Linked DNA regions of Danio rerio: all the other regions are linked to region 1. The links are chromatin contacts, called in public HiCAR-type maps. All regions are on one chromosome and are shown on one strand. Each heading gives the region's core, a stretch centred on a gene start, on an enhancer-like site or on the middle of the called end of the contact. The rest is flanking DNA. Distances are from core to core; before and after follow the strand shown. Region 1 has its middle 14 kb from the start of ccnd2a. Region 2 has its middle 18 kb from the start of kdm7ab. Region 3 has its middle 62 kb from the start of kdm7ab.

What was found. HiCAR-type assays count read pairs that join an accessible place to other places.
Region 2: a HiCAR-type map of caudal fin shows a contact between it and region 1, with 6 times the contacts expected there. The contact joins two enhancer-like sites. A contact is called at or near these places in 2 of 18 Hi-C or Micro-C datasets (hematopoietic stem cells and an unstated tissue) and 2 of 4 datasets of contacts at active chromatin or transcription factors (caudal fin and embryo).
Region 3: a contact with region 1 is called in a HiCAR-type map of caudal fin, with 5 times the contacts expected there. The contact joins two enhancer-like sites.

Annotation. Positions count from the first base shown.
Region 1 is chr25:17,935,393-17,939,723 of GRCz12tu, forward strand. It overlaps a transcript of ccnd2a not described here. Among named protein-coding and RNA genes, the nearest start is that of ccnd2a, 14 kb to the left of the region's middle. Within about 2 kb of position 1,884, at least 3 of the 62 cell types and tissues checked have an H3K27ac peak or open chromatin away from gene starts, as enhancers often do. A contact at or near this core is called in caudal fin, where this site is marked.
Region 2 is chr25:18,167,192-18,171,522 of GRCz12tu, forward strand. It overlaps a transcript of ccnd2a not described here. Among named protein-coding and RNA genes, the nearest start is that of kdm7ab, 18 kb to the right of the region's middle. Within about 2 kb of position 2,255, at least 11 of the 62 cell types and tissues checked have an H3K27ac peak or open chromatin away from gene starts, as enhancers often do. A contact at or near this core is called in caudal fin, where this site is marked.
Region 3 is chr25:18,123,181-18,127,511 of GRCz12tu, forward strand. It overlaps a transcript of ccnd2a not described here. Among named protein-coding and RNA genes, the nearest start is that of kdm7ab, 62 kb to the right of the region's middle. Within about 2 kb of position 2,246, at least 10 of the 62 cell types and tissues checked have an H3K27ac peak or open chromatin away from gene starts, as enhancers often do. A contact at or near this core is called in caudal fin, where this site is marked.

The DNA.
Region 1 (4,331 bases), core at 634-3,133:
AATGCATCCCCAGAATTTTCCAACAAAGCACAGGATCTGTAGTATTTCCAAATGTCTTCTTGAGGGTTAGAAACAGCAGGGTAGTGTGAACATCAGATTTTTTAGAAAACAAAAACGCAGCAGTGTAATCTTAGCTTAGGGTAAATCATTAAACTGTCCTCTTTCACTGTAAAAAATGATGGGTTCCACACAACCCCTTCTTGTCGTCCCAATGCAAATCAATTGTTAATTTGATGTTTTTTTTCCCACAAATTTAGGTTTACTACACATAAAACAATTAAGTTGTCCCCATAATAACCTTTGAGAATTGTGTTGTTTCAGTTTATTTTAATTTGATAGTTTGAACAAGCAGCAAAAACCTATATTTAAGTGTAGCATGTGTTTTTTATTAAACTAATGACATCATAATTGAGTAATGTACAATGTTTAGTTTGCTAGCACACATTGCTATACTTTAGATGAACAATTAATCTATGCAAGTTAATCCTTAAAATTCTTTACTTTGTTTTAGTAATCTTCAATCAAAGTCTGACCATTTGCTTCCACGTTTGGAGGGGCGGTCCTTCTTTTTTGATGTCAGATTGACAGCTTAATTCACAATATTATCAACCAATATTACCATCCTACTGTTATTTTGCTATGAAGGAATGAAGCACAAAAAGCCCCACCCCCTGCTCAGTGCTCAATTGTCCTGTTCTGAGATATTCGTGTTTTGTATTGCGGTATTTATTTTAACTGATCCGGCATTAACTTTTGCATGGGGAATACCTGCATGTGTGTGTGGGAGAGAGAGAATGTGAAAAACAGCGAGCAAAGCTGTGTGGATTGTGTGCATGTGAACACACATTACGGTAGTCACTTTCGACCAATAAGCTTTCTTATGTTTATAATCACTCACATTGGTCGATGATTATTGTTTCGCACACAGTGAGCAGTGAAAATCAATAATCTTTGTATTTTCAAAACCATGAGTGAATCTGAAAATGAGCCTGATCAAAAGAGTTCTCGAGAAGATGAAATTGCACGAATAGATCAGGATAGAGGGAGACAGAAGTAAAGCGATCTCAAGTCAGCCAGAAAACATGACGGGAGAGGTAACTGTGGGCTCGTCTTGAGGATTGGACTGAGTGAGGCATTTTCATTGCCAATGGTGTTAGTAAACTGGATATTGATGTTTCATAAGATTTATGTTTGTAGCTACATGTTTGTTTGTTGTTTACCCATTGTTGACCCAAAGCGTTATACTGCACAAAATAATTAGAGAAATTATCTAAATAAAGAAATTAGATTTTTTTTTTTGATTAACCGCTTAATAACGTCATGTTTTAGGAAATCTGAAATTGTGTGGTGGATGTTCGTCACGGTGAGTTTTATTTCCTGGTTTTGCTCTGGAAGTTATCCATTCAAAAATTCAGCCCTACTCAATATTCCATTTCATTTTCCAGTTAGAAGTACATCAACATACTGAAATAAAAGTCACAGCAACTTCCGGTTCACACTGGTTTAAAACTCCAATATAGTCTGAGCTGAATAAAGTGAATCAACCCAAAGAACTCCTAAATGTAGTCCCAATTTAGGTATCCCAGTGTGTTCCCAGGTCTGCATGAGATTTTTCGCATTCCCATTACCAATTATTTATATAAACTGCAACCGCTTTTGAACTTTACTGCAAGCATGAAAACACCCCAATACCACTACAAGATATTAAAGGTTCAATGGTAGCCCCCCATTCAGCCCTCCCTGCAAGCAAGGGGCATTACAAATGAAATAGCCCTCCATCATGATTACCCTACCACACATGAATTCACAGCATAGCCCTGCACTTGAATCAGCCAGCAATAATCTGATCCTTTTGGGAAATTCTAGTGTCGGGTGTAATTTACGATCCGTATCTTTTAAGTTCCTCCTGCCCTGCTGCTGGCGTCGAACCCCGGGAGCCACCGAGTGTGTGTGTTTGCAACATGTGTCGCTTGCTATCTTGCTCACGGAGGCACACAAAGGTAAAGGGAAGCTTAACGTCCTGGGAAAATCTCAAACAGAGTGAAATTACCTTGATCCAAAGATTCCTGCCGCATACCAGCTCGATGAACCCATAACACACCACAGCGGAACAGCTGAGTGAGATAAAGGGCAGGACAGAGCATGATAGAGTGGAATAAAAGAAGGAAATATTGAAATAAATGCACAGCTGGCTTTAAAAAGGTATTTAGGTATTATAAAACTTCTTCTAGACAAGATCCCCCAATAGTGGAGCTATGAAGAGAATTAATCAATGTGCTGATCCAGCCAAAGCTCCACACAGGACTGTCCCATGATTCTGTTTGGGTTTATTTAACAAGGGTGGAGGTTGTTTTGGCTGTGATGCCATTGTGTGAACTTATTTCTGGAGGGGAAGTTTCATGGATTTGTGCAATTGCAGCTTTTTAATGTCAGACACAACAGTTCGCAATGCTGTCAGATATTGCATTCTTTCAGCTGGGCGAGTCTGCATTTCAATACTGCGCTCTGTAAACTTGGGCTTAATGATACTGGTTGTTCACACCTTGTTAACCCACAGTGAACTTAAGTTCTCGTCACACTTCTGAGGTAAACAGAAGACTTTATGACAGGTACTTTGCCTCCACTCCCTAAAAGTAAGATAAATCTGGATTGTTAAGATGTAGAAATTAAATTGATTTTAATTTATTAGGTACACCTATCTAAATGCTCGTTAACTCACATTTCTAAGCAGCCAATCAAATGGAAGCAACTCAATGCATTTAGGGATGTAGACATGGGCTGTTTTTTCAATATGCGTTCTTCAGCGGTCTTGCGTCCTCGTGTTCTCGTGTAACGTCATCATCAGCTGCCAAAGTTCAGTTCCAATACTCAAGACCGCAAGAACAGAGGACACGTGAAACTTCCCGGATGTGTTCTTGATATCGAGGATGCACCGATGCAGACTTGAGCACCGAACTCGCTCTGGAAGTCCCATGAACATCTTAATAAAGGAATGAACACATTAAGGGTGTTTATTTGCTGAAATTTGTTTTAAAATCTGTTTTATTTATATTGTGCAATGTATATTTAAAATGTTTATGCAGAGTATATATTTTGAAAAAGGGAAAACAATACATTGTTGTATGAATGCTGTAATGTTTAAATAATTTATCATTTAAAACGCGTGAAGATCATGTGACGCAGAGAACGCAGAATCTCATTTCTCAGAGGACGCATTGGCAAGACTGGTCTCCACAAGAACGCAAGTCTGTTCTCTGCGTTTTTGGAATTTTGAAAGAGCCATGGTCAAGGTATTTTTGCTGTAGTTCAAACCGAGCATCAGAATAGGGGAGAAAGATAATTTAATTGATTTTGAACGTGGCATGGTTGTTGGTTCCAGACGGGCTGGTCTGAGTATTTCAGAAACTGCTGATCTACTGGCATTTTCATGCACAAACATCTCTAGGGTTTACAGAGAGTGGTTTGAAAAAGACAAAATATCCAGTGAGCAGCAGTTCTGTGGGTACAAATGCCTTGTTGATGCCAGAGGTCAGAGGAGAATGGCCAGACTGGTTCGAAATTGATTTCAGCTTGTGAAATAAAACATAATGTATGAGCAGACTGTAACAAAAATGTGGTATGGTGGTTTAAACTTTAGAATATTAACTACATTTTTGCACAATGCTTGCTGTGGTGATTCATAAACGACAATCACTGTTCGGATGCAATAATCAATTTTTTAAGAATCTTTAAATATTTTGTAATTTATGCTTATATTGTGACAACATGGAGGACAGGATTGGGAAAATTCTTTGGACTTAAACTCAACATGCTCAAAGCACATGAAGCTACTTAGCAAGCATTTTTTTGTTGTTTTTAAAAGATGTCTAATAGACATCTAAACATAGATAGCTTGTTTAAAACAAGGTTAAATTTGGGCTGTCAGTGAAAATTAAAATAGACGTCTAAGAATAGGCCAAAACTATACTAGTCGTCAAATAAATAGAAATGAATGACTAGACAATACACATGTAGGGCTCTATTTTGACGGTCCATGTGCAAAATGGAAAGCGCAGGGAGCAAACGCATTCAGGGCATGTCAGAATCTATATTTGCTAATTCAAAACCCGCTTTGCGCTGTGGCGCATGGTCTAAAAGGGTTGAGTTTATTTTCTTAATGAGTTACAAGTGTGTTTTAAAAATAAACCAATCAGAGTCTCATCTCCCATTCCCTTTAAGAGCCAGCTGCGTCGCGCCAAGAGCACATGTGCTATTTACATGACGTAAAGTAAGTGTAAGTGAAAAAACTGAGCATTTCACAAGCAAACAGTTAACAGTTTTTTTTTTTTTTT
Region 2 (4,331 bases), core at 1,005-3,504, 230 kb after region 1:
CTTCTAGTATGGTGTGAGACACCCTCAGAGTCTCAAAATATTTCTGTGCGTGATCACACAGGTGCGGATACATCTGTACCAGCTCTGCTATTCGACCACCCAGTGTATTCATGTTGCTAACTTGTTGTTTTGTTGGCAATCCTCTAGTTATTCTCCTGTCTGAACTCTGTGGATATGAGATACAAATCAATATGAGTTCCAAAACAAACCTACCGACTGTGTAATCGCCACAAACCAATAGTAGCTCAATAGTATTTAAGTGGTAAAATTAAGTTAAAAACTCCCCCAAAAGTTCACATTGGTCAGCTGTTTTGTACCGTCTTAACCAGAGATGCAAAAATTAGGGTCTGTGGGCCAAAATTGGCCCATGGTAACCTTTGATTTGGCCCATCATCAGATCAAACAGAGTGACGGTGAGGGTTGGGACAGGTGCCTCTGAGGAAACCCACGCAAACATGGGGAGAACAAGCAAACTCCACACAGAAATGCCAGCTGACCCAGCTGGGGCTCAAACCAGTGACCTTCAAGGGGTGAAGTTCCGGGAGTTTTCTGGGAGACAGACCAAACCAGGAGATGGGTCTGAAATACGGGAGACTCCCGGGAAAAACGGGAGTGTTGGCAAGGGTGTGCTTGAAAAGGGGAGTTTCATTAAATGAACTACAGCTGAAAAAAAAAACTTCTGCATTTCATGGTAGAAACAGCCATGTGTGTGTTGTCACAAAATCTTGTCACAAAATGCAGCGAAAATGTCTATGCGACGAAAGTCCTACACGACGGTAATAGTTTGATGAAGGTGTTTACATTCACAAAGCAGCATTTACAGTGGATCTTTCAGTCCACAATATTCTAGTGATATCAACGTACTGTAAACTCAGTAGCTAAATCATTTTGACTTAGGTATATCTTTAAAAACTGTAAGAGTACAGCTGACGACACTAACTACCTTTGCCATCTGAATAAACATAAACAAAGCACATTAATCGCACACTTACCAAATTTGTAGAGACAGGGCAATCAACACAAACTGGAGCTGCATCTTTTTTTAAAAGGAGTAAAGGAGAATTCACCATTTCCATATTCAAAAAGCTCTCGGGTAAAAAAATTTCCTTACAAACATATTTTTGTCGCTTGTTAGCAGACCACTGTAATCCACGCGTGAGTCTAGCTGTGCTCTCATTGTGGGGAAATGGAATCAAAACCTTTGTTGCGGCACATTTATAAATGCAACACTGACGCCCCATGTCTCTGAAAAATTCTTCTTCTTCCACTTGTTTTAATTACGTTTTGCAACACAACATGGCGTCTCTCTCTGCCGAACAGTCTTCAAAGCTATATCATGCATATTTATTAAGTTGCACCTCATTCACAATAAAGCGTGCTGATTGGTTCAAAACAAGTCTTTCTCATGAATTAATACTGAAAGCTCAAAAGACGCCATGTTGTACTCGCCAGTACAGACATTCAGTCTCCAAGCTGGAATTTAGAGAAGGATCTCATGGCCGTGACGTAGCTTCAAAATATCTTTTTTAAACCGGAAGAACGAATTTGCTCGAAATAACGCAAAAACAACCAATTTTCACTTTTTAGTAAAATATAAATGTGTCCTAATATTGTTAATTTTTGGGGTGAACTATCCATTTAAGCACAAACACGAGGAGAGTTAAAGCGAGAGAGAAATCCCACAGAAATCAATTACAATACGCTTGTCCTGTCGACAGTCACTCCTGTGTGTGAACGCAGCGACTCCACTTCGTTTATTTGTTCAAATCAAAGCGAGGCTTCAGTCGGCAGACCTGATTAAGATGTTGATTTTACCGGCTGCTAAATAAGTGCAGGAAGTTGAAAAGGTCTACAGCAGCGTTTTCTGCTGACTGGCCGTTTTCACATAGCCTCTCATTCACATCTACATCTTTTCATTTCCAGTCACAAGCCTTTCATATCTCACATATATTACATCTACTGTCTCTCAATCGTCCAGACTGAGCGTGAGGGAGACGCCAGGATCTCGTTTCTTTCCCAAATATGCGTGAGTACAGTAAACTTTGAGGTCCTGCGTTTCAATAATTACTCTTTATTCATTATTTTTCAGTTCTGGTCTGGACCACAAACGGCTCAGCAGGTAATATCCTGGCTGTTTCGTGTTAACGTGGCAGAGAAGAAAAAATATGACAGTGCCTTATACATTCTGGCAAAGGAAGCAGAGGATATCAAGTACTAAAGTTCAGCATACTGGGGGAAAATCCCTCTTTCAAAGAAACAGACTATTAGTGTAGTAGGTATTTGCTGCCACCTATTGGAACACTTTAGATACTGAAGTTCAAGGGTATTTTGTTAAGTTATTTGATTACTTGCAATAAAGCATGTTATATAAGCAATAAAAACTTATATTTGGTGATTTGTTTGTTAGTTTATCTTTATATTATGCATATTATACATAATAAACTATAAGTTATTAAAACTAAGTCTGTAGTTTTGTTTAAATATCAAAATAATTAAAATCATAAAATTATTTGTTTAGAAATTTACATACATTTTTATTCTATTTACTTTTTAAAATAAAAATTGTATGCAAAAATCATAAATTAATGTGTAACATTAATAATTATCACGTTTTTAACTTAAATATTAATATATTTATAATTATATAATTGATGAATGATGATATACTGAAATATTTAAATAATAAAAAAGTAATATATAAACTGCATCTACATTATTAAATATATAGACAAACGTGGGGACCAATTAAATGCGATTAAGCTGCAGTACTCAACAATCAAACAATAAACAGTATTCAAATAGCAATTACTTAACTAAAATAAGTTAGAATGGAGCTGGAGTATTACACATGTTAATGTAGCTTAAAGTGATTTACTAAGATCTTTAACTTAAACATCTAGGCAGCTCTCACAAGCATTCAGAAAAAGAAAATAAAGCTGCTATAATGGCCTAGCCAATCACCTGACCTAAACCCAATAAAAAAATATGAGATAAAAATTAATGTATAACTGTATTAATCATGTATTAATGTATTTATCATAAATAAATAACATTAATGTTATACATTAACTTATGATTATTACGTTATTATTCCTACTTAAATATTTATATATTTAGAATAAAATAGATAAATGAATTATAATATACTTAAGTATTTTAATAAAAAGTAAAACATTATATAAACTGTATCTATATTATTAACTATAAAGACAAACTTAACAACTAATTAAATATGATTAAGCTGCAGTACTCAAACAATAAACAGTATTTAAATAGTATTTGGTTAACTATTATAAGCTAGAATGGAGCTCGAGTATTTCAGATTTTAATTTATCCTGATGTAAATTAATAAGATCTTTAACTAAGAAACACAAGCAAGGAAACTCCCAAATGCTTTCAGAAAAAGAAAATAAAGCTGCTATGATGGCCTAGACAATAACACGACCTGAACACAATTGAGAATAAGAACTAAAGATCAGAATTTAGCTACCCAAATAACCATCAAGATTTTTAAGACTATTTTAGGGCAGGAAAATCACACCAGAGTATAATGCAAGCAATTGTTTTGCAATACAAGAGGCATTTTGAAGCTGTCATTAGCAAAAAAAACCTTTATATTATATAGTAAATACATTTCAGCAAGGCGACACAGTGGTTCAAGTCCCGGCTGGGTCAGTTGACATTTCTGTATGAAGTTTACATATTCTCCCTGTGTTCACGTGGGTTTCCACAGTCTAAAGACATGCAGTACAGGTGAATTTAATAAACTAAATTGACCATAGTGTATGTGTGTGAATAAGTGTGTATGAATGTTTCCCAGTACTGGGTTGCAGCTGGAAGGGCATCCGCTGTGTAAAACATATGCTGGATAAGTTGACGGTTCATTCCGCTGTTGTGACCCCTGATAAATAAAAGGAATAAGCCAAAGGAAAATTAATAAATGAACAATTCAGTAGTTCAGTACCTTCTCCTTGTGTAATTTCATTATAACAAACGAATAATCTTTTGGTTTTGATTTATTTGTATACTTGAATTGTTTGCATTTTTACCAAAATCTAGATCAACTTCATGTCAGCAGCTTATTTAAAAATATATTTACCAGGAAAAATATTGACGTGTTCAGAGACTCATTTTAGCCTTATTTTATATCCAATATCACTCAAAGGTTTATGACTACAATCTTTTATCCACTAGATGGCAGCATATCCACAGAAATGTAGCATATTTTCATATTCCATTGTGTAAAGTAAATTATTATGTGCCGAACTGTAAGATACGGAGTAAACATGATTTCACAATGTTAAGTCCTCTTTACATCATAAACTGAGAGA
Region 3 (4,331 bases), core at 996-3,495, 190 kb after region 1:
AAAAGACGCTTCAAGGAGTAGATAATAGGTGCGTTTGATCGCAGATCGATCGAAATCTGTCTTAAATCGGTGCATGCTGGTTAGAAATCTTGTCCGGATTGATGCTGCGCCGACGCCACGTGACTGTCACATGTGGCATCAAAGTACCACGACAGCGCTCCGAGATCAGACGGCAGACTCAGACCGTGCAGCTTCTGAAGAGCGACTGCAGGAGCTCTGATGAGGACACTGATATTACACGATTGGCCGAGTTCACCACATGATAACAAACAAGTGTATTTCGGGTTTATAATTGGACAAATAACGATTCAAAAGTTTCAAAACAAACAATTCACTTTTCACACCCTCTCTATCTTGCACACATCTAGCTTAATAAAAGACTACAAATATTTTACTGCAGTAATAATAGTATAATCTGGTTATAAAGGTTAGCTTGTTTGCACAGGTTTTTTTTTTTTCCTTTTTTTATACAGACTATTTACTGCATTCATCTCCATGAATGACTTAAATTATATATTTTAGTGTATATTTTTCGTGAATAACCTAAATATGAACTTAAATAAGTCTTACAGACTTGAAATAAAATAATCATCATCATTGATCCTGCCACCCTAAAGCTCTCTTAACAAATTAAGTTAAAGAACTATTTTATTAAATAATTATAAAATGGTTTTATTATTATAAAATAAATATGCATTTTATTTTATTTTATATATTTTATATATTTAATTATTCATAATTCTCCCTTATTTTTTAAAAAGGAACTATAGTTTGTAAAGACTGTATTCTGTTTTATTTGTACATGTTTTAAACAAATAAAGAAAATTATGATGACGCCATGTGATCGGTCATCATGACTGCAGCAACTTTGAGTCCCGAAGTGTCCAGCTGTCCGTCTTGACGACTCCGTTTTCAACTCCGCCCCCGCCTGCGCTTGGCTAATCTCGTTGATCACCAGCTGCAGCTGAACTTCATGTCGAACGCACGTATAGTTATGGTGTTTGATAAAAGATTCATTCATCCATTTTCTTGTCGGCTTAGTCCCTTTATTAATCTGGGGTCACCACAGCGGAATGAACCACCAACTTATTTAGCAAGTTTTTTACGCAGCAGATGCCCTTCCAGCCACAACCCATCTCTGGGAAACAACCACACACACACACATTCACACACTACGGACAATTTAGCCTACCGAATTCACCTGTAACGCATGTCTTTGGACTGTGGGGGAAACCGGAGCACCCGGAGGAAACCCACATGAAGGCAGGGAGAACATGCAAACTCCACACAGAAACGCCAACTGAGCAGAGGTTCGAACCAGCAACCCAGCGACCTTCTTACTGTGAGGCGACAGCACTACCTACTGCGCCACTGCCTCGCCTTGATAAAAGATTATGAGGGCAAATTCATTTTTACAAAATAATAATGTACATCATGTATAACAAGCACTACTATTTACATATAAAGATAGGAAAAGCAAGTTTAAAGTTTATCATGACTTTAACCCTTATTAAACACACCCTGAATTAAACTAAATGAGTCCTTCAGGCTTGTTTGAAACCTACAGGTGTTGGTACTAAGCTCTGCAGGGCTTTGGCCTTCGAGGAACTAAATTTGACACAGCTGCCTTAAATTGAAGAGTGACAATGACATACAAGATGACTATAGAAAACATTCTTAATAAAATTAGAGGTCATTTTCATGTCATTCAGAAATACTGCTAGATTTAGTCACTGAAGGGGGTTCTGCAACACGTGAGCCAAAAAGCCACCAGAGTGCCCTCTTGTGCATTGTTCTGTAAATACATAATGAATGCACTAAAAAAAATAACATCTCCAGTACCCGTCCAGCAGAGCACCCCTTCAGCACACCACACATCTAACTATGCCATTTACTGGAAAAGCAGCCACTGGAATAAGAACAATCTGGAGCTTGAGAGACGTCCGCCTCGGTATATCCCACCATTCCAACAGCTGACAGCTTTATGGTTCACAACGCAAAGCAAGGAGAACGAAGCAGCTCTCCAAAACAGCTTAAAGTATGTTTTACATGCCACAGCTAGCATACAATAAAATTCCCTTATGGAGACAAACATGTGTTTCAGACCTCGTTCCAAAACAAAGAAAGAAAGAAAGAAAGAACTTTTTTTATCTTAAGTGGAGTTTAGGAAGTTCAACTGGCCCGTTCAGAGGAGAGAATGCGTCAAGACAACAGCTGGCCTGCTGATGGGGCCTTCTGTTCCCCGATTCTGAGAAAGCTAGTAAGGACAAGATAGCTATGTCTGGCCAGAGGGAAATGACTGCAGGAAGAGATGAGACAGGGAAAAAGCAGGGGAGGAAAGAAAGCATCTGGGAAGCTGATCTACTGTAGTCTGCTTTGACAGCACACTGCAGTAGCCATGCTCGCTGGATGGAGGCTAGGCCTTGCACAAGGACAGAACGGGGAAATGTGCAGGAGCCCGTGTGCACACACAGGAAACCCCAAATGAAGTCAAAATTTATAATAGTGGGATTATATAACAGGAAGCCATATCTCCATCTGCTCCAGAGCCAAGCCCTGGGAGAAAGGGGGAAATTACAGAATAATGCACTTCAGACGCTAATTCAATGCATTTGGCTCTACGGTTCGGTGACACCCAATTAGATGGCAGTGAATGGAGCGCAGATAGCAGGCTTTTGTAGACTGCGGCAACTTTATCACCTGAAAAAATCTATCAAAAACCCGGTCCCCAAGGAGATATACGGAAATGTACAACTTTAATAACAGGACTTTCTGTAGTAATTGCAAATGTTATGGACTAATGAAAAATGCTAAGTCTTTGCCAAATACTTTCCCAGTGTTTGTTAATCCACCTATACGTCCTATATGCTCATAGGGTTACATTCTTAAGCCCAATTTATATTTCTGCATTAAGCAATCGGCGTACACCATGCCACATACAATGCATAAAGCTGACGACATTGGGAACATTAATAGTTCTGCAGTCTGTGCTGCTTCAGCAATAACACTGCCAAAATGCTAGTAGTGTGAGGCTCCCATGTTAAACTCTTCTGTGTTTCTTTGGGTATTGGGTTTATGCTGAAATGTGTGTGATGCTACTCATTCAGGGGATAAAGAAGTGGGAATTGGCCCACCCTCACGACATGTAGTTACATTTTTATGATGCAGACCCTGATGTGCACCTCTCAAACCAATTCGAGTGATGATGAGCATGGGGTCGAGAGCAGTGGGAGTGGTCGCTGGTATGGCAAAGGGTGTGCGACCATGTAAGACTACAACGGACTTGCACGGTAAAAGTGATTCGGTGATTAGTTTGTGAGCAAAATTCTTACAATTATTTAGCAAATAAACTGTGTGCATAATTCTCACTCACTTTCCTTATTCCTTTATTTTAGTTTAACAGTGGTCGCTAGAGCAAATGAACTAGTTTCATTTAAGACAATGGGTTTACTCTCATCTTTAAAGTAAAGTCACTTCCTTTTTTAATTACTTTATTTTAGGGTATATAAATATATCAAATATTACTGTCATCATGGCAAAGCTAAAATTAATGAGTTATCAGAAATGAGTTATTAAAACTATTATGTTTGGGAGTGTGTTAAAAAAAAATCTTCTCTCTATTAAACAGAAATTGGAGAAAAAAATAAACTAAATTCAATTGTATATGCAGACAGAACAAGAACAAACATTGCCTTGTACTGTAAACATATCAAGGACAACGAAAAGGAAAATAGACAAAAAATGCATCAGTCACAAAACATACAATCAAAACTAAAGAGGTTATAGCTTAAACCTCAGAAAGGTCACTGGATTGCTTCTGAGATATAGATTTGTCCAATAAATTAAGAAATTGACCACAAGTACCAAAAAATATTCTTATAGAGCTAGTCTTTAAAAATCAGAGTCTCTCCATCTGAATAACAGATATCATGTCAGAAATCCAGTTCTGAAATGGGGTGTAAAGGTGATTTCCAATTGTTAAGCGCTAGTCTTTCAGCCACCACCATGCCTTGCATTAAAGACTCTTGCATTGTTTGAGGGAAAGAAGATGTTTTTTTGTGAGAAGCCAAAGATGGCAAGTTCAGCATCTGGTAGAAAAGGTCTGCAAGGATTGGAGTACCAGTAAAATATGTTTGTTCAGAATCTATTCAGTAAGGAACGAAGCCAAAAGGCGTGAGCAACCGTGTCCTCTGCTATCTCTGCATCTATCTCACATTGTTGAGACAGAAATGAAAAAATGTATGTAGTTTGGCTTTAGTGTGTAAAGTCATTTCTTGCAGTGTACAATGTGCATTGGATGCAGAAGAATACATTTGCCTTTAAGTGTTATC